Regions from separate parts of the Mus musculus genome. Here regions 1 and 2 are each linked to region 3. The links are chromatin contacts, called in public Hi-C and promoter capture Hi-C maps. All regions are on one chromosome and are shown on one strand. The core of a region is the stretch at or near the end of the contact, and the rest is flanking DNA. Distances in the headings are between cores, read along the strand shown.

Evidence for each region. Promoter capture Hi-C pulls out the DNA fragments that hold promoters and counts their contacts. A called contact is a pair of places that touch in the nucleus more often than the background predicts.
Region 1: a contact with region 3 is called in a Hi-C map of nephron progenitors, with 6 times the contacts expected there. The contact joins the promoter of Col24a1 here to the promoter of Bcl10 in region 3. A contact is called at or near these places in 5 of 39 promoter capture datasets (the 3T3-L1 cell line, cranial neural crest, maxillary cranial neural crest and 1 more), 2 of 484 Hi-C or Micro-C datasets (cortical neurons and nephron progenitors) and 2 of 115 datasets of contacts at active chromatin or transcription factors (embryonic forebrain and embryonic stem cells).
Region 2: a promoter capture Hi-C map of 3T3-L1-derived adipocytes shows a contact between it and region 3, with 5 times the contacts expected there. The contact joins the enhancer-like site here to the promoter of Bcl10 in region 3. A contact is called at or near these places in 7 of 39 promoter capture datasets (the 3T3-L1 cell line, 3T3-L1-derived adipocytes, cranial neural crest and 4 more), 1 of 484 Hi-C or Micro-C datasets (3T3-L1-derived adipocytes), 4 of 115 datasets of contacts at active chromatin or transcription factors (embryonic limb bud, epiblast stem cells, forebrain and 1 more) and 1 of 9 other capture datasets (liver).

What each region holds. Positions count from the first base shown.
Region 1 is chr3:145,290,068-145,294,250 of GRCm38.p6, forward strand. It overlaps Col24a1 (collagen, type XXIV, alpha 1), which reads left to right and starts at 2,405. Exons shown (of 60, transcript NM_027770.3): 1 at 2,405-3,096. The coding sequence starts at 3,041.
Region 2 is chr3:145,145,686-145,149,889 of GRCm38.p6, forward strand. Odf2l (outer dense fiber of sperm tails 2-like) reads left to right here. Exons shown (of 17, transcript NM_001162538.1): 13 at 1,078-1,236; 14 at 2,846-2,931; 15 at 3,230-3,392. Among named protein-coding and RNA genes, the nearest start is that of Odf2l, 29 kb to the left of the region's middle. Within about 2 kb of position 2,091, at least 2 of the 459 cell types and tissues checked have an H3K27ac peak or open chromatin away from gene starts, as enhancers often do. A contact at or near this core is called in 3T3-L1-derived adipocytes, where this site is marked.
Region 3 is chr3:145,922,122-145,926,767 of GRCm38.p6, forward strand. It overlaps Bcl10 (B cell leukemia/lymphoma 10), which reads left to right and starts at 2,141. Exons shown (of 3, transcript NM_009740.2): 1 at 2,141-2,394. The coding sequence starts at 2,338.

The DNA.
Region 1 (4,183 bases), core at 1,155-3,654, 630 kb before region 3:
TCCCAGTTCTTTCTGTTGGTGAGAAGTAATAGTTCTGTTTTGATAGGATGGCATTGCAGAAATTAGTGTTGGGCTAGTGAATGAGTGGTGGCCTGGGGAGTAGGAGGACCTCCGTCTGTCTCTGGATGTGGATGAGGTATCCTGCCATTTCTTAGCTTTAGATGTAAATGCTGCCCCTCCAGGAACTCTGTTCCAGTAGAGGGCTCTAGTTGGCTTTAACATATTATGAGTGAAAAATCATTGGGAAGTTTTTTGTTTTTGTTTGAGATAAACTTTCAACATGACATCTCAAATATAGCATCCCCCACCGGCAGTGTAATTATGCAAGCTTGACTAACTCCTCTTTTGTCCGTCTGTCCTGAAGCCTAGCTCTTAAGGATCTACCTTTCCTTAGTCACATAAGCACACTTTAAAATACTATCTTCTTGGTGTGTGCATGTGCATACCATACGCATATGTGCATTTGTGTGCATATATGTGTCATATGTGTACGGAGGCAGAAGCTAAACATCTGCTATCTTCTACTGTAAGTTTTCACCTTATCCTGTGAGGCAGTCTCTCACTGACCTTAGAACTCCCTACTCGCTGGTCTGCGTGAACAGTGAGCTCTGATCTTTTGCCTCTACCCTGCCTCCTCCTCCACTCTGTCTAGAATTACTGATAGCCTAATGTTTTTGCATAAACATTTATTGATAAATAATTACATGAATGTAATTGTTTTCTTCCTTAAAGGGGTCTCATCTCTAAAAAAAAAATAGTGTTTATATTTAAGACTAATTGTTTCAAATTAGGTTCAAACTGTTACAAATCCATCACCTCTGTTATACACAGAATCTTGCATCTTCATAGCAACCACGGCAGAGTATTGTGTGTGATTTTCCTAACTCCTTGTCTTAAAACTTTTGTGAAAAAGAGGAAGGAGGGAGAAATGAGTAAGAAAGGAAAAAAGGGGATATTGGAAACTTGCACTGCATCCAAAGCCGGTCTGAACTGGTTTGAGTCTTATCAGTGTAATGATCTTAGGGGATTTAACTTCTTCCTGACTTAATTTCCTCCTTTGTATAATGGAGATAAAAGTCAATGGCTATTATAAAGGATTTATTTAGAGGATAAATGAAGTGTACATCTACCTAGGACAGTGCTGATACTGTATGATGCTCTTACATTTCAGTTGTTACACTGTGCTTTGAGTTCTGTCTCCTGTGGTTCTGCACATAGGTTTATAAGTTCGACTTTGATCTACATTTTCATAGTCTGTTCCTTGGAAACAGAATCCACTGTCAATGCATTGATGGGTGTACACACCTACTCTGCAGAGAAGTTTCTACAGGGAACTTGAGGCATGACAGAGAAAGGATCTATAAGAATGCCAATATTTTGTTACTTTTCTATCAATGAAGCATCATTGCAAAATCAACAGTTAGCAATTAAAGAGGAAGGCAGATCAAAGTCCAGTCCTAGAGAAAAAATATGGTATGAGAGTAATATCAGATTTTTGCATTGTTGGACTTTAACCTTCACTGTTGCCCCAAGGCGGGCTCCTGCTCAGCAAATGGAAAGACCATTAGCTGAGGATGCAGAGAGTAGAAACTGTAGAGAAAGGGTATTGTCACACACGGTCCTCCCTCAGTAGACACGTCACGTGGTTGTAGGTGCTAAAAGCATAACAGACAGCCAAAGAATAGATAGATGTGGGTCTCACTAAATTTACAAACATCAGTCAGAAAAATTAGATGAGAATATTTAGTGTTTTTATTATGAGCAAATTCATAAGCTCGACTTTCCAGTATTAAAAGACTGAAAATAGGAACTCAGACTGAAAGCCTGTCACAGCAATCAGAGGTGTAAGTTGTAAGGCTGTGTGATAGCAGGTCCTTGCATGAGTGCACAGTACGAATCTAGACTTGTAACAGAGTCAGGCCCAGGGACTAAGTGGAAAGGTGAATTACAGGAAAGTCACTAGAGATAGTATATGGGAAGGGCAGTTAATGGAGAAAGAGACAGGCAACAACAACGGAAGCCGGTCTGCTTCATTACTAAGACCACTGGGACCCCCCCCCCCCCAAGCAGGGAAAGGAATAAAAAATTAGCTGAGCTCAGGAGGATCCCAGGTGTGAAGAAAGATAGTAAAGAAAAAGCCTGATGGATGGAGAGGCATGCAAGAGACACACATGAAATGAGAACCCACTGGTACAGGGAGAGAGAGGAAGGAGTGACCCCAAATCACCTACAGCTAGGAAGTGGGTACATCTCAAGGGGTGGCAAAAGGTCACTTGAGAGCTCAGGGTGCAGCTAGCCCAGCCTGACCCTGCTAGGTTGGTGGACCAGGGCAGCTGGGGGCAGCTCTGGGGTGGAAGAAGGTTGCGGGGCAGAGGGGGAGGTGTGCTCCGTGTTTAGTGACGTCATTGCAAGTCAGTGCGCGGTGAAATTTAACACCAGCCGGATTTACTAGGCTCCTCTTCTTCCAGGCGAAGCAGCCGGCAGTCAAGCGCCTGCAGTTGCCACCGGCCCCCTCGGCACCAACTTGATTTCCCAAGTGGGTGTGTGTGCTTGTTTGACAAATGTTTGGGCGCAGGCTGCTCCCAAGGACTTCCTCCCCTACTTTCATCTCCTTCTTCCCACCCCCACCTCCCACCCCGCCTTTCTCCTCCCAGGCCCAAAGCAGAGAGCTCTTCTGGAGTCACGGAGTCTCCTTTGAACCGCAAGTGAACTCCAGGGCTGCTCTGGAAACCTAGCTCTGGCTGTTGCCGCTGCTCCCAACTGCCTCAGGGTGAAGTCTCTCTCACCTCTGGTCCCCCCAGGGGAGAGCGACCCCGGCTGCAGTCAGGCAGGGAGCATCCTAGCTATCTTTCTCCCTGGGTGCTGCTTCCTACCCCCATACTGCTTCATCCCTTACCCCACCCTACACTCCGTTCTGCGGGTAGGAGCATGGTTCTCATGTGATTTTCCCCCTTTTCATGGACAGTACCTGCACCTTTAGCAGTTCGGAGCTGGCTTCTGTTTTCCGTTAGTGCTTTGCTGCAGGGACAAATGCATACAAATGCATTTAGGAGCCTACAGGACAAGGCATGGAAAGGTCTCCCCCACCACAGAAACGTAAGTAGCCCACCCGCCGCCCGAGGGGGGAGGAAGGGGCTTTAGACCAAACCCCCTCTCACCACCCACTGAATCCGCAGTGGAGCTGGAGATCTGTGCTCCTTGGTACCTTTTGGAGTAGGGAGCCTGCGAGCTGCCGTGGCATCCTCCTCCTCTTGACTTCTCAACTTGTAAAATACCGTGTTTGAAAGGAAGCAAGCTTCTGCCAGCGAGTCTCAGTTTATGCTAAAGCAATCCTGTGGCTGAGGAGGAAAAGCTTGCTGGCCTGTGTCCCAACATCCCCTCGGCCACTGCCCCAGGCGGTTGCAGAGCCGCTCTGACACCCGCCTGGGCTCTAACTCCAACTATCCTCTCACCCCCTCCCCTTTTCCTCTTTCAGTTTTGGCTGAAGTCCTACTTCCAGCTGTCTGGGGCACCCAGCCTGGATGACTGCTAGGACACCAGCAATCCTGTGGATTCCGCAAGCACAGGATTGGGGTTAAATTTAGGTGGTGAGAAAGGATGCCTATCTACAGAGCCCAGAAAGCCGGAGGATCTGAGGGGGTCACCTCTTTTAATTCTTTCTCTGTTTTTTTAGAAGACCAACAGACATAACTCTCGCATCTGGAGTTGTAGCTAGCCCTGACATACGTTCTGTCAGTGGAGAAGTAGTGCTCACAGCCAGGATAGGGTTGGAAGGCATGAAAGGGTAGGACGTGCAGGCAGACCTCTTTCCCCTGTAGATACCATACCTGTCCTTATCCCTACGCTGGGGAAAAGTGTGGGCTTGACGGATCGTTGGCAGCCTGCCTGGGTGCCCCTATAGGGGCCAGTGGGTTATCCAAGTTTGCATCTGATCCCTGAGATACAGGGAGGAAGGCTGCTGAGTTGTAGGTGGGAGGAGGACAGGGGCCAAGTTGCCCAAGTCAGCTGAGCACTGGTGGAGGCGTGAGTGGAGAAAGCCCGCCTTGTGGCAATGGTTGGGTGCACATGTGCTGCCCAGCCCTGTGTAGGATCTCTCCTGTGCTTTCTGCCCTGATCTCTGCAAGCTTTGTGTGAATGTCCCCTGCTGAAGAGCCATGTGCACCTTCAGGCACAAACCTGGAGA
Region 2 (4,204 bases), core at 841-3,340, 780 kb before region 3:
CTATGGCTGCTGTCGCTGCACTGCTGACCCATTTTGAGACTGGGGATTAGGAGGAGGCATCTCTGTCAAGACAGGGTCAGCCTGAGCTGGCCGTCAGGCCACCTAATAAGGTGCTGTTCTTAGAGCTGTTCTCACCTGTTTTAGCAGACACAAGAGGATGCCATTACAAGTCCTTGTTGTTTCTCACCAGACAGTCTCATGCACATCCCCTCTGCTGCTCGGGAATGCAGTGAAAGCCCAGGTCAAAGCCACAAAGGGGAGGAACCGGGTTTGTTTGTTTGTTTGTTTGTTTGTTTGTTTTGAGCAATGCCCTTATAATATTTGCTGTGATAAAACTAGAAAAGTATGTTTGTTTGTCTTTTACAAAAGGAAGTCTTCTTTTTATTTCTCTGCTGCTTGAGTCTCCTCATTTTTCTCCTAGGATCTTGTCTGGGTAGAGGTTCAGAGGTTGCTTGCTTATCTTTTGTCTTCATGGCCAGAGGGTGCATGTGCTGTGAGTGCTCAGCTCAGACACCTTCTCCCTCTTGAAGTCCCTCCATGGGAACACCCTAAATGTCACCTTTTAGCTGTTTACAGTTACAGAGAGCAATGCTGCGTTCCTTAGGCGTTATTACTACGGCACTCTCTTCTCCGTGATTATGGAAGTGTCACAGTAAGAAGGGCAGGGGGTGAGGGGAGTATTGTGGCTACTCACCATGACAGCAGTGACCAGATGCAGTCATCTGAGGACGTGCAGTAGCTGTCCTGAAGCAGTGCTCAGCCCCCCCCCCCCCGCGACCCCCCCCCCACACACACAGAAAGGGCAGTGAAATGACAGTTACTGCAGAGCTGAGGGCAGACCAGTGGGATGGAAGCACACCCATTCCTTAGTCACATGTGCTGATGTAGGCTGATAGTGCTATACTTATTTGCCTGACAGCCTATCTGAAAACTAATTAATTTTACTTAATACGTCTCATGTAAATTAGCACTTGTAAGGTACTGATTAATAACAAGCTTGTCTTGTCCTTAAGATAGTAAGACTATTCCTGCCAAATTTGTGACCTTGAATTTATTTCCCCTAATGCCACACCTCAGATGAGAGGCCAGGTGGAGTCGAATCTGAAGCAGGTAGAGCAAGCCCGCAGCTCCTTCACGTCAGCCGAACAGAGACTTCAGGAGTGTCAGGAGAAGCTGCAGCGCTGCAAGGAGAAGTGTGCAGAGCAGGCGCTCACCATTAGGGAGCTTCAAGGCCAGGTGTCCATCAGCTCTGAGTCTTGGAAGATGTGTTAAAGAAACATTTGACGACGTCATTTCAGCAGTTGACGGCACGCGTGTCATCTATATCGCTGATGCAGTATTTCATGCAGATACTCGGCTGTTTATCTTTAGTATTTCCTGGTGACACTGGTCATAAAGATGGCTGATATGGGTGATTTATATGCATCTGCATTTGGACTTGGAGGACATAGTGTGGTGATGTAATGAGAGGAGGGCCAAGCCGGGCTTGCCTATCTGTTTCTTGACATCAGCATAAGACAAATAATAATTTACCTTGCAAAAATCAGAATGCATTTTAATTAGAATTGTGCATCACACTTATTGGGGTAATTCTATTCTTTCACTTAATACCTATCAGTCCATCCGCATAGGACTGTGTGACCTTGTCACCATACATCTCCCTCCTCCTCCCTCGGTGCGTGTCACAGAGCGCGCACACTTTGTACCTGCGTTAGGGCTACTTGGTGGTTTGTTGGAAGCGTGTCTGAGTCTGCAGGCCAGTCTGTTTCCTTACTTGTAAGACATCTCCAGGAAGAATTCACTTTGTGCCTTTCAAAAGAAACTTATTTAGCTTTTAAAAGACACAAAGCAAAATTCCAAGAAGAAATTCTACTAGAAAAAAACAATGCTACTTTAATAAGAATAAGAAAAGTTATTTTTTATGCTATGTGTGTGTGTGTTTTGCCTGCATTTCTGTGCACCACATGCATGTAGTGCCCAAAGTGGCCAGAAGAGGACATCATAGTCTGAGCTACCGTGTGGGTGTGGGGAATATAACCTGGGTCCTCTGGAAGAGAAGCCGGTGCTCACAACTGCTGAGCTATCTCTCTAGGCCTGAAGAGAAATATTCTTCTTATTAAAGCTACTTAAACTCTTTGAATCAGACTGTGAAGCAGTGGGAAGAATGGTCTGTTCTGACCTGAGCAACTTTGTCTTTGACTTTGACTCAGCATTGTCACAGGTAGTTCTCTATCAGTATTTTAAGTGGAGCATTGTTGATATGAGAAACATATCAATTAACATGGGAAACATAACAGATTAACTGTCTAATGAACAATGTTGAAATTTTTCACACACACATTTTTTAAGTTTTGTCTTGTTCTTGTTGGGGTTTTGTTTTGGAGGCAGGGTTTCATGTAGCCTGGACTGGCCTCAGTCTGAGGATAGACTTGAATTTCTAGTCCTCTTTCCTCTACTTCCTGAGCCAGGATTGCAGCACAAGCTTTCTGTAGTGCTGGGTTTGTACATGCTGGGAAAGTTGTTGCCAGCTGAGCCACATCCCTAGTCCCTGACAAGCTAAATGTTCCTTTTCATTAGAACCCTGTTCAGAGTATTTTAATTACCATCACCCAGGAAAAAATGTACTTCATTTTCTAACATAAACAACATCAGCTTTTAAAACTCTGTGAGGATCTGGAGAACTTGTAGATTAGCATTGTAAACATGGCTTGGTGTCTTTCTGTGTATTCATATCTTCTTGTTTCTTATACTTCTAAATAAAATACGTAATTTCCTTGGAAGTTGATGAAGAAAATAACTGAAAAAACCTGTCTTTTTCTTTTCTTTCTTTGAAAATTCCACTTAGGTTGATGGAAACCAAAGCCTTCTGACCAAGCTTTCTCTTGAGGAAGAAAATCATCTCATTCAGTTAAAGTGTGAGAACCTTAAAGAGTAAGTGTCAGGCTGACTTCAAACTCATGTTACATTTCCTCATACACTGTAATCTCTGTGTATGTGTGAGATATGTATATATATGTGTGTGTGTGTATGTATATGTATATACATGTATGTATATGTGTGTATGTGATATAAGTGTGTATATGTCTATGTGTGTATGTGATATATGCATGTACGTGTATATGTGTGTACATGTATATGTGTGTACATGTATATGTGTGTATGTGATATATGCATGTATGTGTATATATATCTATGTATGTACATGTATATGTGTGTATGTGATATAAAGGAAACTAGAGCAGATGGATGCAGAGAATAAAGAGCTTGAGAAGAAGCTGGCCGACCAAGAGGAGTGTCTCAAGCACAGTGACCTGGAGCTGAAAGAGAAGGCTGCAGAGTACACAGCCCTGTCCAGGCAACTGGAAGCCGCTTTGGAAGAAGGAAGACAAAAGGTACAGATGGCCTTTATTTAGAAACTTTTTAATCAGTTTGCCAGAGTCGTTTCCCATTGCCAAGCCTACAGTTATTGTTTGTATGCTGATGACAGGGTGGAAGGAGCAGCTCCATTTTTATTCTTTACTTAATTTTCCCTCAGAACAAAACACAGATATTACTGAGCCAGGACTGCTTTTCCAGATGCATGCTGATGTGGTGAGGGAATGGGCAGAGATGTAAAGGACCTGGAGAGTGTGACCCCTCCACACACCTGCGTGTGTGTGTGTGTGTGTGTGTGTGTGTGTGTGTGTGTGTGTGTGTGTGGTTAAGTAAATAAATAATTAAAGATTTTGGTCTTGATTGGGATCCAGTAAGCTCTAAAGCTCAACTCTGTGATAAATATTTGTTGCACAAACAAGTGCACACAAGGATTGTATTCCAGTTAAGTCTGTTAGGTGTGCATTCAGCTTACCTAGCCTCTTGGCGTGTGGGCACTTCCATAGTTCTTCACAGACAAAGATGAAAAGGCTAGACCTGAGTTCTAGGGCACTCAGTGTAGTAGGGATGTCACCCTACATGTAGGTTCTGTAGTAGACATGGAGAAAAAGTGGGTATTTCAACCAGCGTGAAAGGGAATGATGGGAAGGTCTCAAAGAAGACATGAGTTTATCAAACAACTTGAAATCTCATGTTGAAAGACCATAGGGTGAATCCCTGCAGCTGATTTGAATACTGGCTCTGATGCAAAGTACTCTTACCAAGGGCAGGCTGCCTTTCTAAACTTTAGTTTCCTAACCAACAAAGTGGGGCTTGTGATAATCCTTGTGGA
Region 3 (4,646 bases), core at 891-3,390:
TTTTCTTGATAGCAACAGGGAGCCTTTCAAAACAAAGTCAAACGCCCTGGCCTTTCTCACCCAGCCTGCTCTCCTCTCTCTCACTGCTCCCAATCCAGCCAGGCCTCTACCTCCTGGGGTCTAGATTAGAGCAGTAGCTGGCCAGCTTGCAGAACAGTGAAAGCATAGTTTGCATATGTCCCTCTGCTCCTCTGAAGCCTGCAGCGGCTTTCCTTCTGACTCAGAGTAAACCTGTATGACTCTGGGCAAAGTCAGATTAAACTCTGCCCGTAGCAGAGTTCACCTCCCCAGCCACCCAGCCTCTGCATTGCAGGGCTCTCCACTGAGAGCTCTTTTTCCCTTTTTCCCTCTGTCCAACGGCTCCTCCCTCACTTCCTGCACGTGGGAAATGTATCCTTTATCTCCGTGTGGTCTCCATCTCCACCTTTTCCATTTCCCAGCGTCGCTTTCCCTCTTAGTATTTATGAGATTCTAGCATATTAAACACTTTACACACGAAACTTTTCAAATGTCTACCTTTTCCACCCCCAAACAAATACGTGCTTTAATGTAAATTTCACGAAGAAACAGATGTTATTGTTGTTTTTTCTGTTTGTTGGAGCCAGGCTCCTACTATATAGCACAGGTTGTCCCAGTAATTTACTAAGTAGCCCAGAATAACCTTGAACTTTGACAATACTTATGACTGGGTCTATTGTTTTTTATTTTGAGACAGGATATTCTTATCTGCAGGGTTCAAACAAAAAAAAACCTACATATCCAAAATGTGGGGAAAAAATGCAAAAAGGAAAAAACCCTCCTAATGTTTTAAGTAAGTTTATGATTTATTCCTGCTTATAGCTGGGTCAGATGCAAGCAGTTGGTTGGCCAACACAGCTAGCTAGCTTGTGCCACCACACCCTAGCTGGAGGACAGAGGTGTTTGATTTGCTAGAAGAAGATCTGGGTGTAGTTCAGTAGTTGCCATTCAACAGATGGTTGCTACAGGAAAGAGCAAATGATTAAGCAAATTGGGTTATAACAAGACAACGGATGACTAAGGACACAGGAAAACACTCTAGTATACTAGACATCAGCGTAAAAAAAGACCTGGCATAATGTAAACACCAAGATTCCAGAACTCTGATCAAAGCTACAGAGATGTGGCTTTAAGCCTCTACTGGTTCTTTTGTTTTAGATAAAGATTCCTGTTGCCTTTGGTCCTCTTGACATTTCAGTCTACACTTGCAGATTTACTTCATCGACCACATAATCATTTTCTGCCTAGGACTCTATGTGGAGCACCTCATCCACTAGGACACGTTTTGCACGGGCTACGAGTTAAAATATCGTTCTGAAAATAGCCATTTGGCCTCCAATAAACAACTTCCCCATCAGAGCATCCCTAGAATTTACTTACTGAACAGAGATAAAGGATAACAATAAGAGAGTGTAACTGTGTACCAAGTAGCTTCAGAACCTTAAATATACTCCTAGAGGCCCTAGCTTTTTAAATTTGTCTCTACTGCATAGATTAATAAGGAGAAATGCTTCTAATGAATAGAGACTTAAAAGTACCCAAACACTACCTGTGCTGCTAAATTGATGGGATTGCAGGTAATTTTTAAATCTTTTAACAGTTTTTTTTTTTTCTTTGTGTTTTGTCGTTTTGTTTTCTGCTCTCAAGATCTCCTTGCTCCTGTCTCCCTAGTTCTAGGTGGTAAATGGCAGTGGCCCCCCAGAGCAGGCCCTCAAACGGAAGTTATGTGTGCGTGTATACATATACGTATGATCACGCAACTGTAAAACCTGGCTCAGCACAACAGGAAATTGTTCCGCAACATCTGGAAAAGAGAAGCAAACCAAAATGCTCTGGCCGACTCAGCCCACACTCCACCCAAACGAGGAGTCTGCGAAGGCGGGGAGATCCCGCTAAACTGAGCGGCCAGTGCTCCGCCCACGGAAACAAATCCTTCAGGCGTCCAATCCGCAAGCCTATGTAAATGACAAGGGGGCGTGGTTAGAGGGACGCCCGCTGTGGGCGGAGCCACTGCGGAAGCAGAGACGTAACCGAGGGTAGTACTGATTGGCTGGCACGTAGGTGGGTGGGGCCTGCAGGCAGACCCGCCTCGCCGAAGGGTGGTGCCTGAGTTAGGAAGAACGCTGAGCGCGGCACCGCTGGCCCCAGGGGCGGAGCCGGAAGTGGGGCGTTGAGGTCTCCACCTCCTCGTCCGTGAGCCGGCCGTTCCCCCGCTTCTGTTCCTAGTCCCCCCGAAGTCACAGCCTGATTCCCGGAGGCCCGAGCCCTTAGTCTGGGCGGGGTGGCGCGGGCCGGAAGGACGCCATCCCGGCCTGGGCCATGGAGGCTCCCGCACCGTCCCTCACGGAGGAGGATTTGACTGAAGTGAAGAAGGACGTGAGTAGCTCCGCCGGGCTGGGCGCAGCGGGGCGCAGCGGGGCGGGCGGGCGGAGGAAAGCGGAAACCCGGAGCTGAGCGACGGGGAACTTCAGGTCGGAAGAGCGCGGGGTCCTGGCACAGCACGACCTGCCTGCTTCCCGGGAGCTGGCTGGAGACGATCCACCAGCGACCCGGGAGTCCGCGGTTAAGCCTGTCGGTGGGCTTGGATGTTTCCTTGCCATCCGCTCGTCGCTGGTGGCTTTCCATCCTGCCGATCCCCCATCCCACGCCACCGCCGCGGGAGCTGCTAGCCTAGGGAGCCGCCGGAGTGTGCCCACAGCGGGCTTTGGACCAGGCATCCCCGGGCGTAGAGCAGATGGGTGAAACTGGTCTCTATCGGGGGCTGCGGAAAGCTCGCCAGCTGAACGCACGCCCTGGAATTCCCCGAGTAATCAGACGCCCACGTATTTAAATGAAGGGGGTGTGCGTACTTCTCGCTGAGACTTGGTTCCCAGGTAAACGTTGAAAATACTCCCGACTAAATTGGACTCTTCTGCTTAGACCATGTAGAACTTCACAGACACAGTAATATTTGAGGAAATGGCTTTAACCACAACGTGCTTCGTTTTTTTTTTCCTTCCTTTTAACTTCTTTTGCCAGAAAAAAAAAAAAAATCAAATGAGCACAACTTAGATAATATACATGAATTCACATTAAAAACCGGTAACTCGTTCTTACTTAGCACCAAAATGCTGCCGAAAAATCGTCTTTACGAACTTAACCTCAAGTTGTTGAAGATGTATGTGTGCTTCAGACCCCTTTTTCTACCATACTTACCCCTTGTAAAGTTTATTGCGCTGTGCCCATAATTACAACTGATAGAGCTAAGTACCAGGAGGGAAAGGTACGGCCAGGATAACTGCCATAGTTTCCGTGTTCAGTGGAGTTGGTAGGGCACCTGCTGTATGGAAAGCTACACATTCTACTTGAAACAAGGTCTTTGATACCCACTATAGTCCTTAAGAGGACAGTAAACCCTAAGTGTAAAGTCTGGGAGCTCTGTTCCCATGTTCCACAGTTTTGAATTTTCTCACAATCATTAAAGTACCTATAAGGAGAGAATTGCTTTTCATTTTATAGCTGGCAAAACAAGACAAGACCTGTCTGTAGATAGGGGAGGAGAGTGCTGCAGGCCTTTGTTTCTGCTCCGGGGTTCATTGACGTCATCCATCCTGACAGTTGCACGTTAGACCTGTGTCAGATGTCCATAACCTTAGAGAGACTACAGAGAAGCGTCAGGGTGTCTATAAAAATAGTGTTCCTTAGATATTCACCCTATTATTTTTGAAACTGCTTATGACAAGCTTAAACATTCATCCGCATTATTTGAATCTCCTTTTTTTCTCAACTCCAGGACTTTATTTCCAAGTCTACCAGAACTCAAACTATAATTTCATACATTTGGCTGTTGTTTTGTTTCTCTGTAATTCTGACTGTCCTGGCACTCACCTGTAGAACTAGCTGGCCTCAACTCCCTTCCTCTGCCTCCCAAGTGTTGGGATTAAGGCATGAGCCACCACTGCCTGCTATGTTCTTATGTTTTCAAAACTTGAACTTTTCATTATCCTTCCCCCAAAACTGCTTGGTGTCCCTTCTGTATTATCTGTCTTGATAAATGGTGGGAAGTTGTTTACATGAGGCTGTCTGTCTGTCTCAGGGTTTGCTTTCTGTGGCTTCTGTTGCCTGTGGGTCAGCTATGGTCCAAAAATATTTAATTATTTAATGGGAATTTGATACGGTTATAGTGATACAAATTGAGCACTCTTCTAAGTACCGTGACAAAATCTTGTGCCATCTCACTGCATCTAGCCAGGGACACGAGTCTCACCTTTTCCCCAGTGTGTGTGTTACCTGCCTGATATCCTCTTAGTAGTGAGCTGTCTTGGATATTAGATTAGTTTTTATGGTGGAAAGCTTGATATGGGGTTGGTACCATGAGGTTTTGCACATCCATAGAGAGTCTTGGTCCATGTCCTCCCATGTTAGTGGGGAGCACAGGCCTACTGCTGGTCCCCAGGGCTGTACATCTTCAGCGCTGCTCCTGTTTTCATCTGTTTATTTAACACACCCTCATCTTGTTAGAACTTGTTTCCTTTTAACAAATAGAGGTAACTTTATACTCTGAAGTTGATAATGTAATACTAACAGTTAAATTAAGGACTAAGGAACTAGAGAGATAGCTCAGCAGTTAAGAGCGCTGACTGTTCTAA